2 separate regions of the Ovis aries genome follow, and region 1 is linked to region 2. The links are chromatin contacts, called in public Hi-C maps. All regions are on one chromosome and are shown on one strand. Each heading gives the region's core, a stretch centred on a gene start, on an enhancer-like site or on the middle of the called end of the contact. The rest is flanking DNA. Distances are from core to core; before and after follow the strand shown.

Region 1 (7,707 bases), core at 4,369-6,868, 150 kb before region 2:
AACCCAGGAATCTAACCCGGGTTTTCTACTTGGAAGGCAGATTCTTTACCACTGAGCCACCTGGCAAGCCCAGGCAAGCCCACTCTTTGGACACCAAGTTTTAATTATTCAAAGCCCCAGTACTGAGAATCTCAACTCTTAGCTACTTGATGTGGTCACTTACACTTTGGGGGAAAGTTTTATGCACTTGGTCATTTATTTATTAAAGTATTACTTTGTATCCACTTATGATTTCTTACTGATTTCAGAGAATTTCTGCCACTCCCTCGCCTTAATTCCTCACTCTGCTAACTCAGATCATGAGATCAGCTGTCACACACACAGCTTTGTGGAAACACGACTGGTTTGTTCTTCACCCAGCAGAAGGACACACACTCATCTCCTGTGCAGACGTGCGCCCCTCTACGCTGCACTTGATGGTTGGGTGCCAGAATCCCCTACCTCAACTTCAGTTTTCTCTTTCTCTCTGGGTTCTTACAATGTTGTGTTAGTTTCTGCTGTACAACAAGATGAATCTTCTATATGCATACACATGTCCCCTCTCTCTTGGACTTCCCTCCACTCCTCCTATCCCACCCCTCTAGGTCATCCAGAGCACTGCTGTTTCCTCCTCCAGGGGATCTTACCAACCCAGGAATCTAACCCAGGTTTTCTACTTGGAAGGCAGATTCTTTACCACTGAGCCACCTGGCAAGCCCAGGTGGCTGCTATACAGCAGCTTCCCACTAGCTATCTAATCTACACTTGGTAGTGTATATATCTCAATGCTACTCTCTCAGTTCATCCCACCCTCCCCTTTGGCCTCTGTGCCCACAAGTCCGTTTTCTACATCTGGGTCTCTATTCCTGCCCTGGAACTAGGTTCATCTGTACCATTTTTCTAGATTCCGTAAGTATGTTGGTTGCTCAGTCATGTCTGACTCTTTGTGACCCTATGGACTGTAGCCTGCCAGGCTCTTCTGTCCATGGAATTCTCCAGGCAAGAATATTGGAGTAGGTAACCAGTCCCTTCTCGAGAGGATCTTCCTGACCCAGGGATCAAACCCAGGTCTCCTGCATTGCAGGCAGATTCTTTATCACTGAGCCACCAGGGAAGACCTAGGTTCTATATGCATGAGTTAGTATATTTGTTTTTCTCTTTCTGACTTACTTCATTCTATGTGACAGACCCTAGGTCCATCTAAGACTCTACAAATGACCCAATTTCCTTCCTTTTTATGGCTGAGTAGTATTCCACTGTATATATGTACCACATCTACTTTATCCACTGAGCTGCTGGATGCTTAGGTTGTTTCTGTGTCCCAGCTATGGTAAATAGTGCTGCAAGGAACACTGGGATTGGGATCCATGTGTCCTTTTAATTATAGTTTTCTCAGGATATATGCCCAGTAGTGGGATTGTTAGGTCATACTGCAGTTCTAATTTTAGTTTTTTATGGAAACTTCATCCTGTTTTCCACAGTTGTCATTTCAATTTACATTCCCACCAACACTGTAAGAGCGACGGGTGCTCTGTCATCTTTACCCATGCTTTCACATCCCACCCAAGCCTGCCCATGTCTGTGTTCCTGACCCCAGTCCCTACGGTTAACAAAGTGGCTGACAAAGACTTCTGACATTTTCCAAGGTCACCCTTACAGGTAGAGGAGAAGCCCAGCCTTCTCTGCCTCATCAGACTGTCCTGCAGGCCACTCTGGCAGTTCTGTGGGCATCCATTCCTGGGATAAGAGATGTCTCTGTATCAAAATGCCTATCACCAGTGTAACTGACCTCCAGCCACACAGGTCAGCATTCATGCTGCCCCAACACATCCACACCCACCACCGTGCTCCCATATTCTCTGCTGCCCTGTACCTCCTCCCTGACTACGACACAGATGGGAGGACCCTGCCCGTCTCTACCCAGCACACCTCCTGAGCTGCAGCCCCACTGCCTGCGAGGTGGGAAACCCTGGTGAGGACCAGTTCCTGCCCTTCAAAGACAGTCACGCCACTCAGAAGCGTGGGCCACAGCGGCCCACTCTTCCCTTGGTGGAGTTCCCCTCTCTTCTAGCTCACTGAGAAAGCACTTCCTCTGTCTTACTGTACTGCAGAGACAACCCTGCTTCACTTAGTGGGCGCCATAACTTTTCCAGAGCCTCCTGGGCTTCCCAGGTGGTGCAGGGATAAAGAATCTGCCTGCAATGCGGGAGATTGGGTTTGATCCCTGGGTCAGGAAGATCCCCTGGAGAAGGGAACGGCAAGCAGCTTTGGTATTCTTGCCTGGAAAATTCCATGGACAGAGGAGCCTGGCGGACTACAGTCCATGGAGTTGCAGAGTCAGACACAACTGAGCACACACACACACACACACACCCCTGAGTCAGAGCAGGGAGAGATGGGGAGGGGGCAGAAGATGCCACCCCTAAACGTGCCACCATGTCAGGTGGGGGATTTTGAACTGAAGGAATCAAGATCCAGCAGCCTCAGGAAAAGCTTTTACCTCCTCTGAATTGCCAAAAGGAATTTAGATACCAGAGAGACACTACCAGAGAGACATATTTATCTGAAAGAGCAATCTGTGCCGTAGGGCTGTCATCTGATCCCCAAGCACCTGCTCATCTCATCTTCCCATGAGTCACCCCTGCTCTGCTTGAAGTCCCAGCCCCCTATTCCTTTCCTTAGGTCAGGGTGGCTTGTAAGCTTCAACTACCTGACTGCTTTTGTGTCTTTCCTTTATGGGGTTTCTAAATGTATACAGTTAAATATATTTTTCTCAGTTAAATATATTTTAATCTGTCTTTTGGCAATTTAATTATTAGACCAGCCAAAGAACCTAGAAAGGTATAAGGAAAAATTTACCGCCCCCTACAGTTATAACTGGGCCTCAAGGCAACAGGGTCTCAGAAATACTGAACATTGTTAATATCATTCTAGATTTCATGCCAGACTCCTGCTGGTCCAGCCCTAAGGCCACAGTGGCTGTGGGCTGACGCTCACTGACCATTGCCTTGACCGCTCCCGGGAGAGTCCTCCTCTGGATGCGCACCACAGGCCCAGAGGCCACCTGGTATTTCTGCCAGCATCTCTTTGGGTCATTGGTCACTGGGTCACCTTCGGGCACACAGGATAGAGGTTAGAGAACAGCCTTTCCCTCCACTCCCAGGGCCATTCTCCAGCCTGGATCTCCACAGTCCTGGACTAAAGGATCTGGCAGCTCAATCAATACCCAACTGACCACATCCTCTCAGTCTGGGAAGAAAAAGAACCAACAACCAGGTTAACATAGTAGAGGAGGCTCAAAAATTGCTTGTATATGTTGAGATAATATTTTAGACATATTGGGTTAAATAAAAAGTATTGTTTTATAAGTCTGTATGCTCAAAACCCAGAGGAACACACTGCATGAGGCCATTTGTGGAAAGTTCAAGAACAAGCAAGGCCTCAGTCCACAGAGACAGGGGTGTGCATCATCCAAGCCCAGGGATGAGCAAGAGATTGACCACAGAGAGGAAGGAGGAAAATTTCAGGCTAATGGAAGTGTTCTAGAGCTTGGAGGGGAGGTAATACCAATGTATGTATTTGCTAAAATTCCTGTCTGGACACATAAAATAAGGCATTTATTGTGTGTGCGTCATACCTCATTAAAGTTGATTTTTTAAGAATCAAGCAAGTTTTCTAAGCAGTGGACAGAGGACCAGAGCCAGTGATGTGCCTTTCTGAGGAGAGGAGCAAGATCAGTCCCAGGCTTCCATCCATTCCCTCAGGGACTATCCCTCCCACACCCACAAGGTAGGGGTTCCCCCACCCACAGTTTAGGGTGCACCCAGCTGTCAGGGTGAAATTCCGGGTCATACCCCTTCCCTGCCTAAACACCAGCATTCTCTTGTCCCTAGAGCAGGGTGGCCCAGCCTCACCCCAGGGCCTTTGCACTGGCTCTTCCTTTGCCTGAAGTGCTCTTCCTCTGTGTCGGCAGGACTTCTTGCCCTTTAGGTAGGTTTCAGCCCAAATGTCTGTCCTCTCAGAGGCCTCCTGACCAGCATCCAGAGGCACCCATGTCTATTTCACCCTTCACTTCCAACACAAGCCCCCATCACCCCTTGATCTTAATCACTGATCACTGACCCCATCCCCACCCCACCCCTCTAAAGCTGGGCCCTACTGGCCTTGACATCTGCTCCAAGGGTAAAAGGTACACACACAGAAGAGTGTAAAAGTTGTCATTCACAATTGCTTGTATATGCTGAAATAACATTTTGGATATACTGACTTAAATAAAAAGCAATATTATACATTTTTTCTTTTTACATTTAAAAAATGTGTTCATTTATAATTGGAGGCTAATTACAATGTTGTAGTGATTTTTGCCATACACTGACATGAATCAGCCATGGAAGTACATGTGTCCCCCATCCTGAACCCCCCTCCCACCTCCCTCCCCATCCCATCCCTCACAGTTGTCCCAGTGCACCGGCTCTGAGCGCCCTGTTTCACGCATCAAACTTGGACTGGCGATCTATTTCACATATGGTAATATACCTGTTTCAATGCTATTCTCTCAAATCATCCCACCCTCTCCTTCTGCTACAGAGTCCAAAAGTCTGTTCTTCATATCTGTGTCTCTTTTGCTGTCTCGCATATAGGGTCGTCCGTTACCATCTTACACTTTTTAATGTGTCTCCTAGAAAATGTAGTTATGCACGGGTTCGCATTACCCCTCGGTCAAGCGGGGGCTCTACCGCCTCAAGAGTCCCCCGCCCCCAGCTACAGGCCCCAGACACCCTGGCCAGGGAGAAGCCCCAGAAAGGTGTGCGGTTGAATAAGTAAACGAGTTGTGAGAAAAAGAACCCGATGAGCTTCTATGGGGAAGAACTTCCCGGGACAGGGCGCAACCAAGGTCTTCCTCCCGCTGCCTCGGAAACCTCCGCCGTGCTCTCTGTGGACTCCCAGACGCGGAGCAGGCGCCCGGACGGCCAGGAGGCCGAGACGCCCTCTCAGGCCAGGAGACAGAGTTCGGGTGCATAAGCTTCGCCGGCCCGGAGCGGGGACACCCTCTGAAAGACCGCGGTGAGCCGGCTCGAGGAGCGCCGGGGAACAAGATCAGGACTCTGGGACAGACTAGGGGAGGATGGGGAGCCACGGGAGGAGGGCAGGGCTGGGGAGGAGCGGGCTCGGTCGGGCGGACCGAGAACCCGGGGCGGGGGTGGGGTGGGGGGGTAGGGCTAGGGTGGAGGCCGTGGGCGGGGCAACTGGGCGGAAGAGGTGGGCCAAGTGGGAGGGGGCAGCGCGGGTGGGGACCACGGGAGGAGGACGGGACTGGGGGAGTGGGCGGGGTCGGGCGGACCGAGCATCCCGGGGGGGGCAACGGGGCGGAAGAGGCGGGGCCAAGCGGGAGCTGGCGAGGCTGTCCCCCACAGCCCAGGCGTAAAGGCCCTGCGGCCGGCGGGGAGGCTGGGGACCAAGGGAGGAGAGTGGGACTGGGAGAGAGTGGGCGGGGTCAGGAGGACGGTGACTCCGGGAGGGGCGGGGCTAGGGCGAAGGACATGGGCCGGGCAACGGGGCGGAAGAGGCGAGGCCAAGTGGAAGGGGGCGGGGCGGTCCACCACGGCCGGGTCATAAAGGCGCCGGGGCCCGCCGGGCGATGCTAGCATCCACGGATCGCCCCTCGACTGCAGTCTGTTTGCATCTGAGAGACCATGGTGGGCTCCCCGCGCGCCCCGCTGCTCCTGCTGGCCGCCCTGATCGTCTCCCTGGCCCTGGCCTTGAGCCCTGTGGCCGCGCAGGGCCCTAGAAAGGGTCGCCTACTGGGCGGCCTGATGGAGGCGGACGTCAACGAGGAGGGCGTGCAGGAGGCGCTGTCCTTTGCGGTCAGCGAGTTCAACAAGCGAAGCAACGACGCTTACCAGAGCCGCGCGATGCGCGTGGTGCGCGCCCGCAAGCAGGTGCGTCCGACGGGGCAGGGTGCGGAGATCAGGGGCCCCAGGTCAGGCCTCAGGGTAGGGGCGCGGGGACTCTGCCCAAGCCCGGTCCCCGGAGGGCGAGGCCTGCGCGCAGTCCCCAGCCCCGCCCGAGGGCCCCCCGAGCTCGCTCGGGAGGGCAGCCCCCAGCCCCTAGAGGCCCCGGGAATCGGCAAGGATGCAATTGCGCTTCTCACCCGGGCGTGGCCCCCGGCCTTTCCCGGCGCCTGCAGCCCTTCGCGGGACTGGCCAGCTTGCTAGGTAAGCTCTGGGGTCACTGGGTCCCGAGGCTCATCGTGAGCTGTCAATTAAATGACCACAGACGAAGGAAACTCACACCTGACTGCCCACTGAGTGATTCTTTAAGCACCTTTTCCTTTTAGCTGTTTATTTTGACGCAATTTCAGACTTACAGAGCAGTTTCAGAAACAGTACCTAGCATAGAATCACTGTAGATTCTTCACCCAGATGCCCTGTTGAAAGTTGCCATATTTGCGTGATCCATCTCTTCCCTACGTACCTGTGTGTAGGGATGTACCTATATGCATTTATTTTATGAAGTTTTTGAAAGTGAACACTTCTGTGTATATTTCGTAAAAGCAAGCCTTTTCTTCCGTAACCACAATACAATTTTGAAAATCAGATATCAACCCTGACGCTTTGATACACAGGTCTTATTCAGATGTCACTGACACCCCACTATGTCCGTTACAGCCAGGGATATTCCTGGGCCCCCCACCTCAGCCTCTGTCCTGTGATCTCCTTTACTCTGGGGCAGCTGCCGGTCTGTCTCATGACCTTGGCGTTGCTTCTGGCCAGTCACGGCTCCTGGGTTTGGCTTGATGTTTCCTCGAACTGAGCCTTGAGTCACACAGAAGAGGCGAGTTCCTCTGAGCTTCCTCTCCGCAGGTGCCACTGAACACACCTGGCCTCCCGTGGTCCTCTCATCATCACGCAGTGACCTGGGGGTCAGACACACCAAACAGCCTCCTTGCAGGGGGCCTGGCTGCTCTCCAGAGAACCTGGAGGTTATCAGCAAACAGACAAGTTCATGAGTGGGCCCTGTGGTCTCAGGTGTGTCCCACGGCAGGGGGCCTGGCCTAAGGAAACAGGCTCGTGGACTGTGGTTCATCCACATGTCATGTCCATAGGAGCAGCCTCTGGGCTGTGACGTCACACCCCCACCCTGAGATGGGCACACCGTTGCTGACAGCCTGACCTCTGCCTGGCTTTCTGGCCAGAGAGGAGCCTGTTGTCAGAGTTGGGAAGAGGGCTGGAGGGAGAATCAGGAAGGGCTACAGGGCTTTGCACTGGTCCTTGAAAGAAGGCTAGAGTTGAGACCATCTGGCCTGTGTCCCCTTGGAGAGTGGGATGCAGCCACACAAGCAGCAGCAGTGTCGTCCTGCCTGCCAGCCTCAGGGCTTCCTGCTCCCTTCTCCCGAAACCACAGGAGATGAGTCAGGGCCACAGCCATCTCTCCTCCCGTGGCAGTGGGCTGGTGCCGTTCCCTTTGAATGGGACTGCTCTCCTCACTTGCCAGGTCCCTGCCCCCCAGCCTGCTCCTCTCCAGGGTGACACTAGCTCCTTGGCCATATGGGAAAGTGACAGCAGAAAGGGATTGTGGTTCCACCAGGTGGGACTTGGAGCCGGGTCCCTGCCCCTCATGCTTCTGCAAGTTCTAACCAGGCACGTCTCGAGTGCCCTTGTGAGGCTAGAGTTCACATCTCTCCTGTAACCTCAAGTGTAAAAGACCCAGAGGATGTGCCACACTGTC
Region 2 (7,212 bases), core at 279-2,778:
GGAGAGTTGAGCTCTCCGGCCAGTCCCAGGAGGACAGGCGTCCCATCTCTCTCTGGCATTTGCTGCTGTGGGTGGGGTGGGCCAGAGCAGGTGTCATCTGAGCCTTCCCTGTCTTGTGCACTGCTCCTGTCCTGGCCCTCTGGCTGGAGAAAGCAGACGTCCGTCTGTTCCCTCACTCTTATTTTTTTTCTTTGCCTCACCCACTGGCATTTATGGGTTGTTGGCTTTTTCTGTTCCAAGTCAGGGGTTTATGCAAGAAAAAGCAGGCAACTCCCTGCCGTTTGCCCTGTGCCCCATGCTGGTCTGCTCCTCGCTCTGCGTTTTAGTCTCCTGATGTTAATTTTCTATAAAAGGATCAAGGCTTTTAGTTGTACTTAGTGGGAGGGACAGAAGACAGCGAGTCTATTCCATCCTCCTGGAAATGGAATTCTGAGTCGCTTTTAACAGGTTCAGCACTTTCTGTCTCAAATACTGTTTCCTGTCTAGTCACATTTCTGGTACATGACTTTGGATTAAAAGAATGGATTTCATAGCTTCTCTAACATAAGACGCAGAGAGAGCACTTGCTAAAGAGCAGGTGAGGGTCAGCGTGCTTTTTGTAGGAGAGCCAACCTTTTCACTCTGATCCCACTTTCTTGCCTAGATTGGGGCCAACACCATGGATAACCCTCTGTTGAAGTACAGTGCAAAGGATTACTTCTTTAAAGCTGCCCTCTGCCACTTCATAGTGGATGAGCTGAACGCCAAGGTGAGGCGCCCTGAGGCCCAGCTTCTGATGTGCTTCATTCATCCTGAACGCGGGTGCTCAGCCGTCATCCAGAGCAAAACTGCGCTGTATCCATGAAAAACAAGACAGGGATGAATCCCTGACCCCATCCTGGCTGTCCTGCGGCCGCTGGAATCCCAGCTGTCAAGGCTCTTAAGTTAAAGCAACCCAGGGGCCACACCTCGTTCAGTAGTTTGGTTTAAAGAAATCAGGGGGCTGAGGGGAGATAGGAAAAGTAGAATCATGTCTTTTTTAAAACTCAGAAGTGGAGTTGGAGTGAGAATTGGGAGAAGTGAAAAGCAGAGTGAAGGCTGGAGGCAGAGGCGAGGACAGGGTTGGGGTTTGGGCCCTGGCGCCTGGGCACAGCATCCGTCCAGTGCATGAGAGCAGACGCCTGCCCTGGGAGGTTTGACGATGACATCTGTCTCGTGTGGTCTTCTCCACAGCAGCCTCTTTCAGAAAAACTGGTTTAGAAGTTTATTTTTAACTGAAATTGAAATTAAAAATAAGTAGATTTGATCAGTTCAGGTTGCTTTTGATGTTGAGTGTAACAGTTAAACAGGATGTAAATAAATTGTGTTGATGTTAATAGAACGTCAAAGCTTCATTTTCTGGTTCAGTGACTCAGATGTTAACAAGTCGTTTTCTTCCTCAGCTTGCTCTTGAGAAATACGAGGAAATGTTTCCAGCATTCACTGACTCTAGAGAATGCAAATTACTGAAAGTGAGTAAGTGGGATTGGAATCTAGCAACATTTTAACCCTGTGAAGTCGTGAGTCCTGCTCTCGCACGCTAGGCCTCAGATGCCGTTAGGGTTGGGTGCACACCATGCTCTGAATTGGGCGGATCAGAAATGTTAGCACAAGCCTGGATCCCTGACCTGGGTGCCTCTTGTATTGGATAACTTCCCCATTTTTGTAAGTCATTTGGCAGCATCAGTTAGTGTAGTATGAAGGCTGTTTCTCTGTTTAAAGTATTCACTCATAGATGGAACTTTTTAGCCAACCAAGATAATTTTTCTGTATTTATATTCCCAGAAACTTCTAGAAGCTCATGAAGAACAGAACAGTGAAGCTTACACAGAAGCAGTAAGTTCCCCTTTGGGATTTAGTGTGTTCTCTGAAAGTTGACATTGTAGATACAACTTCTCTTTTTCATTGTGTAAATGCTAAACACCTATTTGGACATTATTGTGCTATATCTGTGTTGTTTTCCAAAAGAAATGTTTTTAGATTCCACCAACCTTCAAAATTAAGACAGTCTATGAGCTCTGCTGACTTTAGCTGCAAGGCAAATATATATCACATACAGTTATGATTTATTTGGGTATTTTCTATGGAAAATCTGATCCATAAATAAGTGTGAAGTAATATCAGTTAAATCAGTTAAATTTAAAACATAAAAATAAAGCAGTGAGAGTTTGTTATTTCTTGGCATAAAATGGAAAAAAATTTTTTAACATTCACCAATTTCCTGTTTTCCCATATTTTTCCATCTTACGTTTAGAATCAAAGTGAATTTCTTAGTGCCTTTCAGTAATTCATTCAACCTGGCTTTGAAGCCATGGTGGGAGGGCGAGTTTCCCCCTTTAACTTTTGCTACAAAACCATTTTCACCCTGTGAAAGTCCATTCTTTAATGACTCATGGAAGTGAGTTGAAGGAATTTTTCCTTTTGGTCTCTCTCTGCAACTGTGTTTTGTGTTCATTGGAGACTGGAGCCACATTAATTTTCCACATCCCTTTGTCCTTATACAAAGTCTTACGTCCTTTGTCATGTTAAACGTGCTCTTTGTCCAGTTACAAAGGCTGCTGTGGATTTTTGCCACAGCATGTTAGCATAAGAGCAATGTAAAAAGCTCTTAATGAAGAAAGTTGTAAACTAGAATGAATGATTTTAGAGTTAGTATGGTGTAATTCTGTGTTTGACTGTGTTTCTGTGGACCATTTTCTGCTTCTCTTCCCTTCACCAGGTGAAGGAGTTTGACTCCATCTCCCGCCTGGACCAGTGGCTCACGACCATGCTGCTGCGCATCAAGAAATCCATCCAGGGGGACGGGGAGGGGGACGGAGACCTCAAGTGAGGCACAGTGTCCCTGCGGCATGCTGCCGAGTCCTTGTTCATTTTGCGTTAGGGCCAGTGATCATTGTGGGATGCCCATTCAACGGCTTCATTTCGTTGCACATGAGCCTGACGATGTGTGTGTGTGTGTGTTTAAGCCGCCGCGTGTGTCACCGTGCTGTGGGCGGGTGGGCCGCTCTTATGCGTATTGTGCGTGTGTGACGGGCTGCCTCCCGCTTGTCAGAGTCCCCAGAGTTTTCCAAGAACTGCTCCAGAATCTTCCTCCTTGGTATTTCAGTATGTGCAGAGCTTGTGTTTCATTTTGCCATGTTTTTATGTCCCTTTCCCTGGACTTGGTACCCAACCCAGTTGTTGTAATAGATGCTTTGCATGTTCTCTGTGAACCTGCACCTTGGTGGATTCTCTAAACGTGTTTGTTTAGTGTAGGATGGTTGTTCGGAATGCATTTATGACTTTCCTCATTAGAATTATTTATCCTTTTTGTTATCTCGTGATTCTTTTGATGGTGCCAGTGACCCGTTTCCCTGCTCTTGTGTATTGTTCTGTAGCTGATGTGCACGTGAGAATTCAGGTCAGCCAGGCCTGCTGGGTGCTTGCAGTGGGGATGAGGGAGCTTCCTGACACAGCCTGCTCATGTGTGTGGCCGTGTGGAGGTGAACCTGAGCTCATAAGTGCACTGTGCGTGAGATCTAGGAGAGACAGGTGTCTTCCTTTCCTGGAGGGAGTGTCCACTTCTAGTTGGGGCAGGACCCTTGCTTCACCTTCACAGAAAGGTGTTTGAACTGGCATATCCCTTTCCTTTCATGTTCACACACTTTGAGAGGGCACCCCGTGTGCCCCCTTGTGTACATCCTCACCAGAGCTGGGAGGTTAGCTCAGTCGAAGCTTGTATGTTACTCATTTTCATTTTTAATTGTCTGCCATTCATTTTATCTGTTAATTGGACACGATGGGCTTGGTGGGCTGAGTACAGTATAGTTTACTGCACCATCAGGAAAGAGCCCCAGTGAGCTTCTGAGGGGACCTGTCCTTAGCTGATGGATTGTTTTATCTGGTGTATTTGAATTCTATCCTATTGTTTTGACTTATATATGTGTGCTATTGACCTGTGAACTTAATCCCTGCCCTTGATGTTACGTGCTAATAACCTTGTGCTTTAGACGTGCTCTTGTTTCCTGAATCTCTTCTAAGTGATTTGTTTGATGTGCATTTATTGCTAGGTAATGGCAGTGTTGACAGATAAATGGGATTTCCTATGTCCTGTCAGATGTTAACTGGTATTTGAAAGGTGTTGAATTTTTGGATGGCCAGCAACTGGGATTCAAAGGTGCTGTTGGGCAGAAATAGAGAGTGGGTCTAGGTTGAGGGCTGAGCTGGGAGGAAGGTTTGGGGATGGGGAACAAGTCCGACTAGGAGGGAGGAGAAAGTGGCAGAAAGGAGGCTGAGAAGGACCAGCGGAGGCCTGATCATGGAGCAGCCCTGTGGGCAGCTGTGAGGATTCGGTGGCTGTAGTTGTGGAGTCATCTATGTGGCCTGGGCTGGTGGAGAGGAGGGGCAGTGGTGGCTCTATCCCAGCCCACAGGGCAGTCGCAGTGGACCAGGAGACATGGGGTACTCTGACCTTGGACCCTGGTATCCAGTGAGGATTCCTTCTTTCCTTCAAAGGTCTGGGATCCTTAAAAGAAAGCTGGCTGTTGGTTATGGTCCATTTTGGAACAGAGCCTGCTTAGTACTTCTTCACTTTCTATCAGAACCTTTTAAGAAAAACACACTTAGAGAAGTGGGGTTTTGTTGCTCTACGTGATTCAGTGCCCAGCCTGTCAGAAGCACACGGGTGAGATGAGCGTGTGTCTGCCGGCTGCAGGCCTGCCTACCCAGGGGTCGGTAACCCTCCCTGCCAGTCATGCACTTTTGTCGCCGGTCTGGAAAGTCTGCTTCCACTTGTTAAGGAAACTTGTGGTCTGACCACGTAAAGGAAAAACCAAATGACGTTTGTTTATTAGCTTTTTATCCTGATCCCCTGACAGACCCCTGTCTGAAGATCTGTGGTTTTGAGAAATACTGTTGGCACCATTTTCAGTCCCTGGGATGGGAAGATCCCCTGGAGAAAGGACAGCCACCTACTGCAGTATTCTGGCCTGGAGAATCCTATGGACTGTATCGTCCACGGGGTCGAAGGGTTGGGACACGCCTGAGCCACCCTCACTTTTATCACATCAGAGTTGGTATGTTGAACACTAGGACCAGTGCCTGAGTTAAGATGCTTTTGTTTTTAATATTTCACATGAAAAAGTAAAAAATAATTGTAATGGCTAGAACAGACCACTAGAACATAAAAGTGAGAAGAAAAACATCCCAGGAACAGCTCCAGGCTTCCTCCCTAGAAACATTCCATCAGAGTGGGCAGTGCTGTGACTCATAGCGGTGACTTCCAGCATTTATAAATCGTTATTTATGAACAAAATATAATGACTATGTTACAGTCTTCATATTTTAGCAAGTCACGTTTAGTTCATTGTTAAGAGTTAAAATTTCTTATGGGAAAGCTTTGCTTTTTGTGGCAACGTTTTTCTAGCTTGTGTGAACTTCTTTTTTACTGAATGATTTGGAAGCAGTGTCCTTGCACAGCCGTGACCGCGTGCGACAGTGCCCCTGTAACCACAGCGTGTGCGTTTCTTGTTTCCTCTGACACCATGTGTTTCAGATGCCCAGAGTCAACCCCCAGGGCTTCTGCGGCGGGCCTGGGCCTCTCTTCCCTGGGGCTGTCGGGGAGGGTGTATTATGAAAACTCACCCTGGATGATAAATCCACCTTCACAGAGTCTGTGTATTTTGTGTGAACCTGTACAGTAAATAAAGTCCCAGTTATGAGCACCGTGGTGTGTCTTTCCTGGCTGGTTTGCACAGGTCAGGGCTGGCTTCTCATTCTGGAAGGTGTCCCCGGGCAGTGGGCATGGCTGTCCGGGCTCTGTGAAGACCCATCCTGTCTGTTGGTGCCACTGCTGGTCTGCCGAGGGCTCTGCAGTCTCCACATTCCCATCCTTGCTGCTGCCAGGTCAGGGAGCTCCGACAAGGTTCAGGGAGGGGCGGCGCCTTGGTGGCAGAGGCCAACATTCAGTCTGTCTTGGCGGAGCCACGTTGACTTGGTGCTCAGTGCCTTGGTCAGGTCCCTCAAAGATCATTCGAGGCAAACTCACAATGAATAGACTAACACGTGATCCCATGTAGGAGCTCTGCCCCGTCGTTGATCCTCAAGGTAAGTTTCTTATTCAGATGCCTCTCTTAGAATCTTTGTTTCCTAACAGAAGCCCTTGTGGTGGGTTTGGCCAGCCTCGGGGAGGGTCCCATAGCCCCTTGCCGGTGGAGGGAAGTGGGCAGTTGCTAGGCGTCAGCTGGGTCTGACTGATATGCCACCTGGCCCTGTGCCTGTACCCTCCTGCCTGCCTTGGTGCTTGTGGACAAATCGCCTTTCACCTTAAGCAACAGGAACACCATCAAGTTAAGGGGACAGGCACTCTTTTGGTCTCAAAAAATGTCCTTGCTGTGGCAAGGTACGTGACATGCCAGTTAAGAGTTTAAATTACAACTCACACTCACATTGGTCAGTTTAGGTGACTGTCTTCAGTAAAACCACGTATCTGTGAAGGTCATCTTTAAGAAAGGTCTTTCCTTACCACCTGGTCAAATTTATTTTCAAAGTCTGTACAACAAATTTTGGGTAAAAGCAGAGGCAGGGGAGCTCTGGAGTTTGGGCTGACTGCATCTTCCACATGAAGGCTAGGTGCAAAATGGCCCCTTTGGGTAGCATGTCCAGAGGGTCTGGGGCTGACACTGACCTGGCAACACAGCACCTACATGGGGAGAAACGGAGATGTCCCCAGATCCTGAGATGCACCTTCAGCAGTTTAGGAAGCAGCCCTCCCCTCCCTTCCGCTCCCCAGAAGCAGACAGACAAGTGACTGTAGACAGAGGAGGCTTTGTGGAGCAGACTCACCATGGCCGTGACGAGGCTGGGCCTGTGCACAGGGCCGGGCTGGTCACATCTCAGAACAAGTGCAGCAGACGGTTGGTGAGACTCTCGAAGGACCAGAAAATGCAAATACCTGTTTCAGTCAGGAATCTGATTTCTACAGAACATGAATTCTAATCATGGAAATAAACAGCCTTGCAAAACTATTTTTACAAAACAAACATTTATTAACACATAAAACTTTTGTAGAATCTCTAAAACAAATTCAAGACAAAAATTAATTCCAGTAGGTAACAAAATAATCTATTATTTAAATTCCTTCTCGTTAAGATGACTTTATCCCATAAAACAGTTCATCAGCGGGCAGGTTCGTTCTGTTGAGAGAAAACGTGTGTG

Evidence for each region. A called contact is a pair of places that touch in the nucleus more often than the background predicts.
Region 1: a Hi-C map of skin fibroblasts shows a contact between it and region 2, with 2.9 times the contacts expected there. The contact joins the promoter of CST3 here to the enhancer-like site in region 2. A contact is called at or near these places in 2 of 16 Hi-C or Micro-C datasets (skin fibroblasts and tail adipose tissue).

Annotation. Positions count from the first base shown.
Region 1 is chr13:41,749,513-41,757,219 of ARS-UI_Ramb_v3.0, reverse strand. CST3 (cystatin C) reads left to right here and starts at 5,618. Exons shown (of 3, transcript NM_001280713.1): 1 at 5,618-5,918. The coding sequence starts at 5,673.
Region 2 is chr13:41,597,932-41,605,143 of ARS-UI_Ramb_v3.0, reverse strand. NAPB (NSF attachment protein beta) reads left to right here. Exons shown (of 11, transcript XM_004014303.5): 8 at 644-748; 9 at 1,422-1,490; 10 at 1,804-1,854; 11 at 2,738-5,720. The coding sequence ends at 2,848. It overlaps GZF1 (GDNF inducible zinc finger protein 1), which reads right to left. Exons shown (of 6, transcript XM_027976775.3): 6 at 7,021-7,212. Among named protein-coding and RNA genes, the nearest start is that of GZF1, 12 kb to the right of the region's middle. Within about 2 kb of position 1,528, at least 10 of the 54 cell types and tissues checked have an H3K27ac peak or open chromatin away from gene starts, as enhancers often do.